Regions from separate parts of the Mus musculus genome. Here regions 2, 3, 4 and 5 are each linked to region 1. A link is a contact called in public Hi-C, HiChIP or PLAC-seq and promoter capture Hi-C data. All regions are on one chromosome and are shown on one strand. Each heading gives the region's core, a stretch centred on a gene start, on an enhancer-like site or on the middle of the called end of the contact. The rest is flanking DNA. Distances are from core to core; before and after follow the strand shown.

Region 1 (2,544 bases), core at 23-2,522:
TGAAACCCTTGTGTCCTCAATAAGTCTTCACACAATTGTTTGTGTTGTTATACCAAGATTAAAGTCCGTAGAAAAAAATTATACTTCGTAGGTTATCCTGCAATTACTTCTTTTACCATCTATGGTTAGAGGAAAGTTTTATCACGTTAATTTAGGCACCTGATTAGCTAATAGCTAAGTGCCTTAGGAAAAACTGCAGCCAGCTCTTTGTTTCTGGGTTCTGGCTAAGACACTTTTGTCACAGGGAGGAACATCAAAGTCTTTAATCCTAAGAATGGCTGATGAAATGGTAGTTTAAATGTTTTTCTGCTCAACCATCAACTCTGCGGGTCAAAAAGGGAACCGCTGTGAAATCTCCCCTGGCTCCCCAGCGAGCCTCAACAGGTATGGAAGACTTTTTTTTTTTTTTTTTTTTTTTTTTTTTTTTTTTTTGACGAGACTTCGTTTATGATGCATTCTTTGGTGTTGCTGTTCATGTCCATCTTATCACGGAGCCAATTGATCGAGGAGGCACGCAGTGCACCAGCCATGCCCAGTCCCCATCTTCGGGTGCCCCGGGTCGTGGGAGGGTTACCTGCTTTGAAAAGACGTTCGTCTCACCAGCTACTGTCTTAGGTGGTATTCCCCAGGGTATGTGACACAGAAGCCCAGTTAGCCTAGTCTTGGGGTCAGGAGGTCAGGGGTTGGGAGTACAACTAATTGTAAGGCCCTCTCTGGCTTATTAAAGCACTCGCTCGCACTTGTGCTCAGGGCCAGGACGCTTGTGTGCGAGGGTCACAGCCCGAAGCCTTTGGGGGACGCGTTGGCGGGGGGTGCGGGGGGGGGGTAGGGCTTGACCATGCCGACAGCTCAGGCGAGCGGGGTCTCGGCAGCTCGCACCAAGGTTGGAAGCCTATGCGGTAAAGACCCAGCTCGGCCCGGATCTGGCTTTGTTTTTTCTGGCTCTCTTTGGTTTGTCCCCGGGCCTCTGGCGTGACTCGGGTCCCCTCACAGACCAGTGCGTCCGCTCCCCCGCAGGCAGGCAGGCAGGCAGGCCGGGCGGGCGTGCGCATTAAACGTGGGTCCCGGGCGCCCCATGCGGGCTGCGCTCGCTCGCTCGCTTCTCTCGCCCGGCCGGCCAACCCGGGTGCGGCTCGCCAGCGGCGGGGAGGACGCGCGGGAAAGCCAGGGAGCGGGAAGCGGGCGACGGCGGGCCCGCTGGAAAGGAGGGAGCGCCGCAGGCGGGAGGACGACGCGCGGAGGAGGGAGCGGGAGGAAGGAGGGAGCGCGGCAGGCAGGCGGAGGGAGGGCTGATTAGCATGCAGCAGCGCTCGCGCGCCCGGCTCCATTGTTTTAACACCTCCCCTCTCCTCCGCGCCAATCTGTCACCGTTCAGCAGGCGAACGCTGCTGCCTCAAATGCTGCTCTTCTCAAATGAGACGGATAATTAGTTGCCCCGCACGAATGCCGCACTCTTCTCACCCCTGATTGCTATCACCTTCTTGCTCCTGGCAGTTTTGACACCTCGTAATCAGCCTGCTGCTTTTCTCTTTTCTTCCCGACTTCTGCTTCCCTCCCCCCTTCCTTCCTAGTTGATTTATTTATTTATTATTATCATTTTAAATGCAATCTCGGTCCCTATTTGGACGAGTGCTCCTCGGAGTTAACCTTGCATATACGTGTGTGCCTATATATGCATATGTAAACTAGGGTGTGTGTGTGTGTGTGTGTGTGTGTGTGTGTGCGCGCGCGCGCGTGAGCAAGGGGCGGGCTGGCAATTTTGCGGGAAACACTGCTTCCACGCGGAGAGAATTTTCTCCTAAAGATATTTTGGGGTGGGAGAAGTTGGGGAGAGGGATGGGAGGGAAGAGTTAGGGAGACCTCAATTAATGCTTTAAAGATCTCTTAGAAATTAACAAACTGGGGAGTCTCGGAATCTGCTGTCAGAAGCGTGTTTTCCCCTCTCTCCTCTAACAAGCACTGACAGTCTAATTACTGTAGCTACAAGCAGCTGTCGAGGCAGCAGCCCGGGAGCGAAGGCGCCACGGGATGAGCGCTCACCGCCGGCCCCTGTGCCCAGCCTAACCCGCCGAACCACGGCCAGACTTGTGAGGATGGAGAGAAGAGCGAGGCCCGGCACCCGGCAGCCTCGCCAGCCCACGGCCGGCCTGCGAGCCAGCAGACTCCCTTATTGTTTCATATTTATAAAGTCTTTACCTTGAAGGTTAAAAGACGTGAAGAAGAAAGGAGGGGACTGGGGGGGGGGTGCGAAGAAAATCTTTTAAGCTTCCATCCATTCCTTTTCTACCTCCTCAAGTCTTCCCTCCCCCGGTGTTGGTAAAATAACCACGCAACCCGGGGCTGAGGGGGCGGGGTGAGCCAGGCTGGAGTGTAAGAAAGCAGATGTCCCCGCTGGCAGCAGCCTCAGCCTCCGGGGAAAGCTGCACCCGGGGGGGGGGGGCATCCCGAGGACATTCACCTCCCACTTCTCAGGCATCCCGCTCACAACTGCCTCGCCCACGGGTGGTTCCCCCCACCCCCCATCCCAAAATCAGCGTTTTGCGC
Region 2 (2,544 bases), core at 27-2,526, 920 kb before region 1:
CTCTGCCAATGCATACTAGTGACTCACTCTGCTCACCAGAACTTTCCTAAGGCTAGAATTCAGGGACAGCTGTCTGGAGAATGGCAGGGAGGAAGTTCACAAGCCACTGTGCTGGTTTGTGGTGGAGAAAGTTTCCTGTGGCAGCCAGACCAGTCAACTAAAGCAAACAGCAACACAGAACAGTGATGTTTTCTCGTTATTTTTCATGCACAGTTTGTGAAAGATCAGCATGAAACTTAGCATAGTCAGGCAAAAGATATTACAAACTTCTTGAGAAAGCCAGCAATGGAAAAACTGGAGACACCATATTCTAGCAACAGTATCCATGTGGAAACCAGGAATCTGCCCTAGGAAATTGCTCTGGACCACAGAGAAGGTTTAAAAAAAAATTGTGTCTGTGTGTGTGTGTGTGTGTGTGTGTGTGTTGTGAATTCAGTCATTTTACTGATCTGCCAAGATGACCGATCACTTTGAAATATGTGGACTTAGCCAAAATGAAGTACACATGACTTCTCTTTTCACTTGCCTTTTTAAAATTTATTTTAAGGTCTTTATAATTACTAAATGTTCTCCTTTCTCAGAAGATATTCTGAGAGCAAAGCAAAAATATCACTCTTGTAAAGCCATTTCCATTCTTCCAAAGGTCTGCTGGCAAATTATTCCCGCTGATCTTTCCATCTTTCTAGCCTGTGCAAACACACCTAACCCATACTACATTTCAACAGATGGCGCTTCATTTCTTTAAAGGAAAGCAGCCGTGGGTTTAGACAGTTGAATTTTTAAACTTCTGTATTTACTGAAAGTGCATATGGTGCTATACGGACAAAGAAATTGTGCTGAAAGAAAAACATTTGTGCCTGCAGCACCTCATAGGCTCCCGGGAGAAGAGTGTGCAGTCACACCGTGTACCTCTCACAAAGCCGGATTTGGCTCCACTGTTCTTCCCTTCCCCAAACATTTGATATGTACAATGCACCCTCAAAAAGTTTCTCCATTTGAAATCCTTCCTCTCAGCTGCAAACAAGAGGAGTGTAGAAAAGATTGTTACTAAAGTGACTCGAGTGATTTTTGAGGAGAATATGAAATATAAACCTGAACAACAACAAAAAGGTGAAATAAAACGGCCTCTGTATGACAACTTAAGCAGATGTTGGTGTAAATTTACAAGGATGAGAGAGCTCTAGAGCCTCCCTCCAGCCACTCATAGTTCACTTAAAGGCCAAGAACGCCCCCAAAATCTGTTTCTAATTTTACAGAAATCTTTCGAAATTTGGCACGGTAGTCAAAAGTCCGTGGGAAAGGGAGGAGGGGAGCGGGAAGCAACTCATGTCCTGACTTCAGCTTCCAAGTGGAAGACAGACTTGCTTCTTTTCAACAGTTTTCACAGATGCGGTGACCCACGCTGTGCAGTGAGAATCAGCTAACTTGCAAAAACATCTGGAAAAATGAAGGTTAGTGCGTGCCGTCTCGGGGACGACCGCAGAGTAGAGGCTGCCTGGGCTGAGTATGGTCAGAGTTTTCTATTCTTTAGAGAAGGTGGGGATTTGTGTGTTGAGTATCACTTCCCGGTGTGTGTTAGGATTAGAAAATGGCTCTAAATATACTGTAGAAACATTTGTCTTAGCAGAACTGGAAAGGCTCCAGCAATCACCGCCAGACCAGTGGAACACAATCAAAAGCTCTGTGGGGAAGGAGAAGTAGGATCTAGGGTTAGACAAAATCTTGCCATTTCTCAGGAGGAACTAAGCCCAAACCGAATTTTCTTCTATGTAGACATGGCTGAAAACTGTCTTTGGAGTTACCACCCTGGCTGCGCTTGCTTTAGTGGTGATATGCATTGTCTTACGTCCCTCAAGAGGTAAGAAATTTTCTGATTCACTCCATCTGCCTAGCGTAGCCTGGAAAATGTACCAACGTGTGAACTCAAATGGGTGAACATTTCCTAAGTGCCTATTTTCCAAAGTAAGCCTGTTATTTCTAAGAAGACGTATAAGTTCACAGTTATGTTGTGTGTAAGACCAGAAATACTGGCGATGTAAGGGTAGGAAGAGCTTTACAGTGTTATTTCAGCAACAGAAAAACCTGAGAGCTATTCTGTACCCCTCCCACCACCCCCCCAAAATACACGCAGAAGACAAGCTTTGATAGGCCTCTCAAGACTGTATTTTTAACTAGCATTGTTTTCTATTACTAGATTTGCCTGGTAGCAAGAAAAAAAATAATGAGTAAGAATAGAAACGTTAAAAAAAGAACCTATGGAGGCTTTGAAATCACTAAATAGTGCTTCCAAAAAATTTAAGGAAGATGTTCAGAATAGAAATCTCAGGAATAGCCATATAGGAAAAGTAAAACTCTTGTTCTATATATAGTAGCAATTAGTCATTCAATTAAGAGGCTTGTTACAGTTACGCAAACATTATCAAGGTAAATTGGTTGGGGTGTTTGTTTGTTTGTTTGTTTGTTTTTTATTTTTACAGAAAGGCTTAGGCTGGCAACAATGTCACTTGACTGAGACCTAGAAGATGTTATGCACTGATTTTGAAA
Region 3 (2,544 bases), core at 15-2,514, 860 kb before region 1:
GCATTTACAATCTGGTAAACATGGATAGGTGGTGCTCTAAGGGGAAGCATTACTGTTAGATGGGATTTTTAGTAAGTCCCTCATGAAGCATAGATCATAGAGCAGCTGCAAGACCCATTCAGGCAACACATGCAGCAGTGCAGAGAGCTCCTGGGCTGGCCCTAGCTTTGTTTGAAATCTGTTACATGAACATGTAAAAGAGACCTTAGGATCCAGTTCTTCACAAAAGGCTAAAAAGGAAAGACTGAGATGATCCCGAGAGTGATCCAACCCCCTATCTCCCAAGGAAGCCTTTTAGGAATCAGACAGTGAACACCTAACTTGAAGAAACGGGTTTGCAAGCCCTTGGCTGTCACTCTCGAATCAACCCAGAAACGGAACTGTTTTCCTTGAATCTCTTATAAAATTTTATATAGGCGAATTTTCTACATGTCAACAGAAAACCATGCATGTGCATTTGAAAACAACAGTAAGTACCAGCCAAGCCAAGCTAATAAAGGCAAACAAAGTAGAAAACAGAGGAAGAGCAGACCTCACCTCATAGCCTGCCCGTGCATGAGAATATCTGTAAGGAACAGATGGTAGCGAGTTCACAAGTGCTGGAGGAGAAGGAACACGGTTTCTTCAGGCTTCTTGGAAAATTCCACATTTAAGACAATCACAAAATTTCAGAGATTATAGGGTCAGCTCCATTTATTGGGAGTATATTCGGCATTGTATATAGTCCCATAGTCTTAATTTTATGTGATTTAAGGGTTAATGATGAAAAATTGAAAGAGAAAAAATATATTATCACACTTACAGATAGTGTCAAAAGAAAATTTCTCAAATAGCATAATCAGTCACTAGGTTTCAAGATGACCTTAGCCCAGAGTCATTTTTTTAAAGTGGGGAAAATATGTAAAGTTTAATTTAATCTCTAATATTACAAAAACACCTTATTCGTGTGTTACTTTGACTGTGTTGATTAATACATATTATCAATAGTTTCTGATATCTCGCCTTCCAGGAAGCTTTTCAGGTTTTGAGGATGAAATTTATGGAGCCTTGTTGATCTCAAAAGCTTGTATTATCTAGCTAACCTTTAGCCTAGTTCTGCCACATTAAGTGTTAATGTTTCATTTCCATGTTAACCACCAAACTATCATTTCCTGTAAATGTCATCCTTTCAGAATAAACCTAGCCAGGGAGCGGATAAGAATTTCCTGTTCCTATGTATCACCTGTTATTTGCTTTGTGCCCCAGATGCAAGGCAATATGATTGTTAGCCTCTGCAAGATCATAAAATCATGACCGATTTTATGGCTCAAAACTGTCTTCCAACACCAGTAGTGACACTATCTTTTAACAAGAAAGCGAACCTTCTCAACTCCCATTTTGATTTTGAAACGTGTGGGGGAATGGCTGAAGGGCCGGCCACGCGTCTCCTGCACATCTGCTCGCTTTTCCTTGATCAGCTTCCACACAGGTAGCAATTTTCCATTCGCTACTCCATTTCTTCCCTGTACACTCAGTGTCCTTCAGAATTCGTGTCGGGTAAGCTGTGACTAACGGGGCCTCTTCCCATCTGTTTGTCCCGGGCATTTGCCCAACTCCTCAGTGCGTCAGAAACGTGCATGCTGAGTCGATGCAATGAGCGAAATGGTTGCTATAAAATCCCTTTAAGTAATTCTAGAGAGCTGGCAAAAAGGGTTCAGAGGTAGAGCACTAGCATAGGAAACCTAAGGACCTGGGTTCGATTCCCAGAACAACAAAAGAAAAGGAGAAAGTCCATTATTCCATTAACAACAACAACAACAACAACAACAACAACAACAACAACAACAACAACAGACATGCGTGTTCTACTTCCGGAGAACGAACGAGAAAGGCATAAAGAGAAAGCAGAGGCCACACCAATGTGTTTTGGAGACTGTGCCTCACGGGGTCCCTCCCTTCCATCTGTCTGCTGTGGCGCTCTCCAGGGCCCACTCACTCCGGTCACCCCTTCTTTCTTCCCTTGCTTCTGATCTCTATAAAGTTTACTTGAGGCTCTCAACCCATTCTCCCAATAAGTCTCATTTTCTCTAGAATACAAGAGAATCAAGGTAAAAATGAACAGCAAACATTGCTTTGGAGGCTTCCCGGGACTTTTAAACGTTTTTTTTTGTTTGTTTGTTTGTTTTGTTTTGTTTTTGTTTTTTTTGTAGTCTGTTATTCCTAAGGGAAAAAATTATTTTGAAAACGTTTTGGAAATGTGATGGAGCCGAGCAAATCATTTAACATTTTTAAAGGATACGTATAGATATATTTGGTTGTCCATACCATAGTAAATTGGAGGGCTCTGAACGGCAAGAATAGATTTGTTTTTCACTGAATACAGGATTTAATATCAAATGATGGTTATCAACAATTATGCAAATAAAGTGATACAACTTTAATAAAAACTGAATCAGCAGTGAAGCAAATATCCTTTCCAAGACCCAAGGATTTGGAAATTTGGTACTAGTAGCAATGTCATTGTATTCTAACGAGGCAATCTGGGGACAGGCTTTGATAACCCAC
Region 4 (2,544 bases), core at 13-2,512, 680 kb before region 1:
GACCTATATGCTTTTAAAGTTTTCTTTTCAAGACCTCTGACCCTTATTGTGGAAACCCCTAGATGATGCAGACCAAAAGTAGACCTTCTAACCCTTCATCCTGTCTCCCTGGCAAAAGTAGACCTTCTAACCCTTCATCCTGTCTTCCTGGCAAAAGTAGACCTTCTAACCCTTCATCCTGTCTCCCTGGCAAAAGTAGACCTTCTAACCCTTCATCTTGTCTCCCTGGCTGGCTTAGGAATGACATTTAACAGAAGTCTTTTTCTCCACTATTCAAAATGAGGATGTACCAAACACCCACTGATTTTCTGAGGCCACCCTTGATCTCTCTCACCCTTTCCCCTCTCATATGCTACATTTGCTTAGGTTTTAAACATCTGTTTACAGAGAGGTAATGTTTGCTTTTCATTCAGAACCTAGAAATGTGGACCAAAGTTCACATGACATATTGCAGAGTATGTTTAGTTGCAAATGCTATGTACAGGCTCTTTGAAATGTAGCATGTATGGCACCATGTGACACATGGTTGCCATGGTAATACACTTTTTGGCTGAACTACAGCAGAAGCCCATGGAACATACATTGCTAATATGAGACTCTGCCCTGTGATAATGCATGGGACACAGCAATCTGTGATCTGGGACTGTAGGGGTTTTGCATGCAGCCTAGGGGACAGGTGCTCTCTTCCTACATGTGCAGGGGAGATGTGGCGTTCTTCCTTTCCAGTGCCGTCTCCCAGGCACAGGGCATGCTGAGCATTCTGCCATGCATGGAGACAGCATTTGCTTGAATATCGGTTTGCTATATTTTGTATCAAAGGGGGCCCCAGCTGAAAACATTTTATTTTGTAAACTGAAGTGAAAAATCAGTTATGGCAGATCCTTTTTTGAATAATGACATTCTTTTTCCCAATTTCAGAACTCAACAGTCATGAGCAGAGCTGAACATTTTAAACAAGTTGAGTACCTCCTTATTCATGGAACGGCAGATGGTGAGCTTCAGTTAATTAGACTTTTTAGTATCACAGACAGGTTTGCAATTTCACTACTGACAAAACAAAAGCATGAGGGGCAAGACTGTTACATTTACTTCAATAAAACAGTGTTGCTTTCCACAACTCACTTGTCTTGGGCTAAATGGGATGCAGAGTCCTAGAACTTCAGTCACTTTCTTCTTCTGCCTTCCCACTCTGTATCTGAACACTCCAGAGGCTATTAGCTACTTGTTTACGGCTGTTTGTTCACTGTCTTTCCCACAGATAATGTTCACTTTCAGCAGTCAGCTCAGATCTCCAAAGCCCTGGTGGATGCTGGTGTGGATTTCCAAGCAATGGTATACTAAGACTTTGTTCAGGGGGAACAAAATATCTAGTGGGTCTAGTTTCCCCTTTGGCAGTTACTTTTTCCCAAGGAAGTCTCAGATGACAGGAAGAGAAGAGAGGCCCCTTATCATTCCGCTGTGAAGTTGGAGACGTGCTATCCTTGAGTCATACACAGAGTAAATATTAGACAGTTTGAGGTTGAGAAACACAGTATTACATATCCTGGGAGTGTCAAAACACCATTCTTCTATTCCTGTGATGGTTCAGTCTCTCCCTGTTTTGATTCGAAAGTAATCACTTATTCTGTAAATGTGTGGCAGAGTAATTCTAAAGTGAAACCAGCATGATAATAGCTGAAATGTAAAATCCATTCTGTTATTATGATTACTAGCCATCCTAACAACAGTGGGGTATTAATAGTTAGCATGCTTCAGCTCTTGCAGTCGCTACATTATCTTTTGTTGAACAACTGCAGGCAGCAAACAATTAGGCTTGTTTATAAAGTCAGAAATGGCTGGGGCTGGGTTTGCCTGTATAGAGGAGGTTTTGGGTATTTAGTCTAACTCATCTTCTTCATTAGAATTCTTCATCAGACTTTATACATACATACATATATATATATATATATATATATATATATATATATATATATATATATATATATATGTGCATCTTGCACTAATAATACAATGCTATAAAACAACACAACTTTCTTAACTGTTTTGGCTAGAAAATAGTGTCCCTCCACTTCTGACACATAATTAGCTGTGTGCTCCGCTTCAATAGTGCCCACCTATGTAAGAGTGGATTTTTTATTTTGTACTGAGAAAACCTGCCATATATTTTGGACCAGATTCTCAGAAGAAGTTGAGGTTTGTTTTTTCCATGTTTAAAGCAAAGTTATATAATACTTGAGGCATGATTAAAATTAACTTATGTCTCAGGAATATGTACCTGCCTGACATAAATGTCAGATATACAGAGTTCTTAATTTCCAGTGTAAAATTTAAATGTTGGTAAATAAAACATTTGTCTTTTGGCTTCACTTATGTTACAGATATAAGACTTTAATATTAAAATTGATTTTTCCAGCCATTAGATGCTTATATTAGAAAATTGTCCTTAAAATCTATTTATTTTAATACATACTCAAGTGTAGAGAGATTTGGCCCTTGCTGGCACCTATTAAAATAGTATGCCTGCTGGTATAAACCTTCCCATTC
Region 5 (2,544 bases), core at 23-2,522, 650 kb before region 1:
TGGGAGGGGGGACTGACAGGGGAACAACGACTGGAATGTAAACAAACAAACAAACAAACAAGAAGTATTATATCTGATTTCCAATGGATTAAAGAGTTGGTAACATAAAACAATAAACCCCTTAAAAGGTAATCTGGTGTAAGGCTATGGATGCATCAGAACTTGACTCAGCAACTTTTTGAAGTGTGTGTGTGTGTGTGTGTGTGTGTGTGTGTGTGTGTGTGTGTGTGTGAGAGAGAGAGGGGGGGGGGCATGTGGCAGTCAGAAGACAGTTTGCAGCAGTTTGTTTTCTCCTTCGACATGTGGGTTTAGGAAAGATCTTGAGGACAGATTGCCAGGCAGTGCCTGTGACTGCTGACCCCCCTCACTCTCCCTGGACCTGACTCAGCACCTTTAAGTCATCACCTAAATTACTGTAAGTTCAAAATTCTGACACTGTCGTCTTATATTAAGAACTTAGCTTTTTTAGAGAGGTTGAGAGTCTGTGAGTCTAATAAAATGTTTATCTCAGATGTCAGAATCACCTGGAGGTCTTCAAAAAACAGACTGCTGGCTCTAGCGTCGGCACTTTGATGAAACAAGCCTATGAATTTGCATTCTTAAAATACTACAAGGTGCTGGCTGGAGCAGCAGAGCTCCTAGAACCACAGTTTGGGAAAGTGCTGCTTCAGGAGATAGAACATGCTTGCCCCACTCTATAGCTGAATTATAAACAACAACAACAACAAAAACAACAACAACAACAAAAAAAAACAAAAAACAAAAAACGCTTATGGATGTCAGTAATAAGGACGTTCTTCCTAAACCTACAGCCAATTCTTACCTTTCTAAGAAGGAAAGCATTTGCTGTAATTTGTTTAATTGTGCTTATTTTTAGATTGTACTTTCTTGGAATTTTTCATGATCACAAGGCTCCACTTGCCTTCTTTTTGTTTGCTTCTATTCTGTATGTGTTAGAGTGATCAATCAGTAAGGAAGAAGGTGCAGATACGAACACTTCTACAGACCTGCCTTCCCAGCCTCTACCTAATGCCCGCACTCTTGCTCACCACCCCAGAGCAAACATTCTGTTGAGTTGTTTGCATTTAGTGGCAGTCTGTCTGTCCTGTGTGCAATGTCCTGGAGGATATTGAAGAAGGAAGGAAGGCATGTTGGTACTCTGAGCACATTTGGACATCCAGAATTGATTCTGCAGTCTTCCCTTTACACAGAGCAATGTGCAAAATGTCAGGGTTCCAATATTCATTTCTACCCTGATTATAATCCTTTCTTTCTAAAAACCGAAGCATATGCATATGCATATGCATGAAGTACATGAAAATTTGGAACAGAAGCTCTGCGACCTTGGACTGGCCTGTGTAGCTATTTATTCTGCTTAACTCATTATTGAATTTTAAGGTCAAATGAATGTTTTCTCAGAGCCATAAGTCCAGAAATGGGCTACTGATAGGAAAACCCTGGAGGATAAAGGTACAAGCTTGTAACTATCATCAAAAGGACAAGAGGTGAGCTCACTTTAAATTCAAGTCTCGGGGAGCTGAGACATTTCTACTGTTTATCATCTTGCCAGATCACAACCAGAGTTCCTCAATTAATGTGAACATTTCAGAACAACTTGTCCATTATCCACTCTATTGCACACACTCTTGGAGCACTAAACGTTGGTACAAGATGCTATAGAACTACCATAACTTTCACGGGAATTCATAGGCTCCAGAAAAGAAAATACCCAAATTTGGGCCCTCAAGTAGAAAGTGAACCTTGGATGTGAGCTTGGTGTCATCCCCCGCATGTCCTCCTCCACGCTGCTTTCCCAGTGCTAATTCCAAACAGAACATAAGCGTCTCCACATGCCCTTTCCTCCATCTCTCCACTTTGCTGGAGTAATGTCCTCTTTGCACTTCTTAGAACTATATTTTAATGTTTGGGTTTAGGTTATTTCTTGAATGAAATACTGGGTTTCCCATTTATTTCTATGCAATTAGGATCATATGAAAAGTATCATTGTCATAATCTATGTAAGATTTTCAGGATCTCTAAACCACGCCCATAAATATATTGTAAGGTTTGTTCCCTCTCATTTGGAACTGAAGTCTTATTCCATTTTTATATCCTTGTTGAAAGTATAAGTTCTAGGAAATTTAGTGGTATTCAGTTGTTCTTAAAATCTTTACTTTCAAGTTAAAAACAACAACAGTAAACAGAATGAGAGCATGATAAGGCAGAGTGTGAAATGATGGAATCTCTATACAAGGTCTCAGGCCGGTTAATAAATTCTCTGAATGCATCCATGATATGCACACCCGTATAAATGCCAAATAAACATTGCCAGTACTTATGGGCAAAAGGAATGGCTAATTCTACTAGCGATAATCACATCTCAGTTAAAGCTTTGACTTGGTACCACTGTGCAAAGTTTCAGTGGCAAGTTCTACTACAGTTCTGATCACTGTCAACTTGTTCTTTACAATGTCATGAACAAACAGGAGAAACCAATGGTGTCTTTCTATAGTTCTAGAGACAATAAGGTAGCATGAGAGATTA

Evidence for each region. Promoter capture Hi-C pulls out the DNA fragments that hold promoters and counts their contacts. Hi-C and Micro-C count contacts between places; a contact is called where the count stands out from the background. HiChIP or PLAC-seq counts read pairs in DNA pulled down with a chosen protein or histone mark.
Region 2: a contact with region 1 is called in a promoter capture Hi-C map of hippocampal neurons, with 5 times the contacts expected there. The contact joins the promoter of Fap here to the enhancer-like site in region 1. A contact is called at or near these places in 10 of 39 promoter capture datasets (the C10 cell line, HPC-7-derived erythroid cells, cranial neural crest and 7 more) and 2 of 9 other capture datasets (liver and macrophages).
Region 3: a Hi-C map of cerebral cortex shows a contact between it and region 1, with 4 times the contacts expected there. The contact joins two enhancer-like sites. A contact is called at or near these places in 1 of 39 promoter capture datasets (pre-B cells), 3 of 484 Hi-C or Micro-C datasets (cerebral cortex and cortical neurons), 2 of 115 datasets of contacts at active chromatin or transcription factors (forebrain and neural progenitor cells) and 1 of 9 other capture datasets (embryonic stem cells).
Region 4: an H3K4me3 HiChIP or PLAC-seq map of forebrain shows a contact between it and region 1, with 5 times the contacts expected there. The contact joins two enhancer-like sites. A contact is called at or near these places in 2 of 39 promoter capture datasets (embryonic stem cells and liver), 1 of 15 datasets of contacts at CTCF or cohesin (large pre-B cells), 1 of 484 Hi-C or Micro-C datasets (cerebral cortex) and 4 of 115 datasets of contacts at active chromatin or transcription factors (embryonic forebrain, forebrain, large pre-B cells and 1 more).
Region 5: a contact with region 1 is called in an H3K4me3 HiChIP or PLAC-seq map of forebrain, with 5 times the contacts expected there. The contact joins two enhancer-like sites. A contact is called at or near these places in 1 of 39 promoter capture datasets (stem cell-derived epiblast-like cells), 7 of 484 Hi-C or Micro-C datasets (B cells, the N1E-115 cell line, cerebral cortex and 3 more), 3 of 115 datasets of contacts at active chromatin or transcription factors (embryonic forebrain, forebrain and stem cell-derived neural progenitor cells) and 2 of 9 other capture datasets (embryonic stem cells and liver).

Annotation. Positions count from the first base shown.
Region 1 is chr2:61,655,334-61,657,877 of GRCm38.p6, reverse strand. No RefSeq gene overlaps it. Among named protein-coding and RNA genes, the nearest start is that of Psmd14, 55 kb to the left of the region's middle. Within about 2 kb of position 1,272, at least 157 of the 459 cell types and tissues checked have an H3K27ac peak or open chromatin away from gene starts, as enhancers often do. A contact at or near this core is called in cerebral cortex, cortical neurons, forebrain and 2 more, where this site is marked.
Region 2 is chr2:62,572,753-62,575,296 of GRCm38.p6, reverse strand. Fap (fibroblast activation protein) reads left to right here and starts at 1,276. Exons shown (of 26, transcript NM_007986.3): 1 at 1,276-1,451; 2 at 1,774-1,858. The coding sequence starts at 1,446.
Region 3 is chr2:62,512,696-62,515,239 of GRCm38.p6, reverse strand. All of the region lies in intron 20 of Fap (fibroblast activation protein), which reads left to right. Among named protein-coding and RNA genes, the nearest start is that of Gcg, 30 kb to the right of the region's middle. Within about 2 kb of position 1,264, at least 13 of the 459 cell types and tissues checked have an H3K27ac peak or open chromatin away from gene starts, as enhancers often do. A contact at or near this core is called in cerebral cortex, cortical neurons and forebrain, where this site is marked.
Region 4 is chr2:62,333,044-62,335,587 of GRCm38.p6, reverse strand. Dpp4 (dipeptidylpeptidase 4) reads left to right here. Exons shown (of 26, transcript NM_010074.3): 24 at 919-991; 25 at 1,259-1,332. Among named protein-coding and RNA genes, the nearest start is that of Dpp4, 78 kb to the left of the region's middle. Within about 2 kb of position 1,262, at least 19 of the 459 cell types and tissues checked have an H3K27ac peak or open chromatin away from gene starts, as enhancers often do. A contact at or near this core is called in cerebral cortex and forebrain, where this site is marked.
Region 5 is chr2:62,306,394-62,308,937 of GRCm38.p6, reverse strand. The region is part of intron 22 of Slc4a10 (solute carrier family 4, sodium bicarbonate cotransporter-like, member 10); the gene reads right to left. Among named protein-coding and RNA genes, the nearest start is that of Dpp4, 100 kb to the left of the region's middle. Within about 2 kb of position 1,272, at least 7 of the 459 cell types and tissues checked have an H3K27ac peak or open chromatin away from gene starts, as enhancers often do. A contact at or near this core is called in cortical neurons and forebrain, where this site is marked.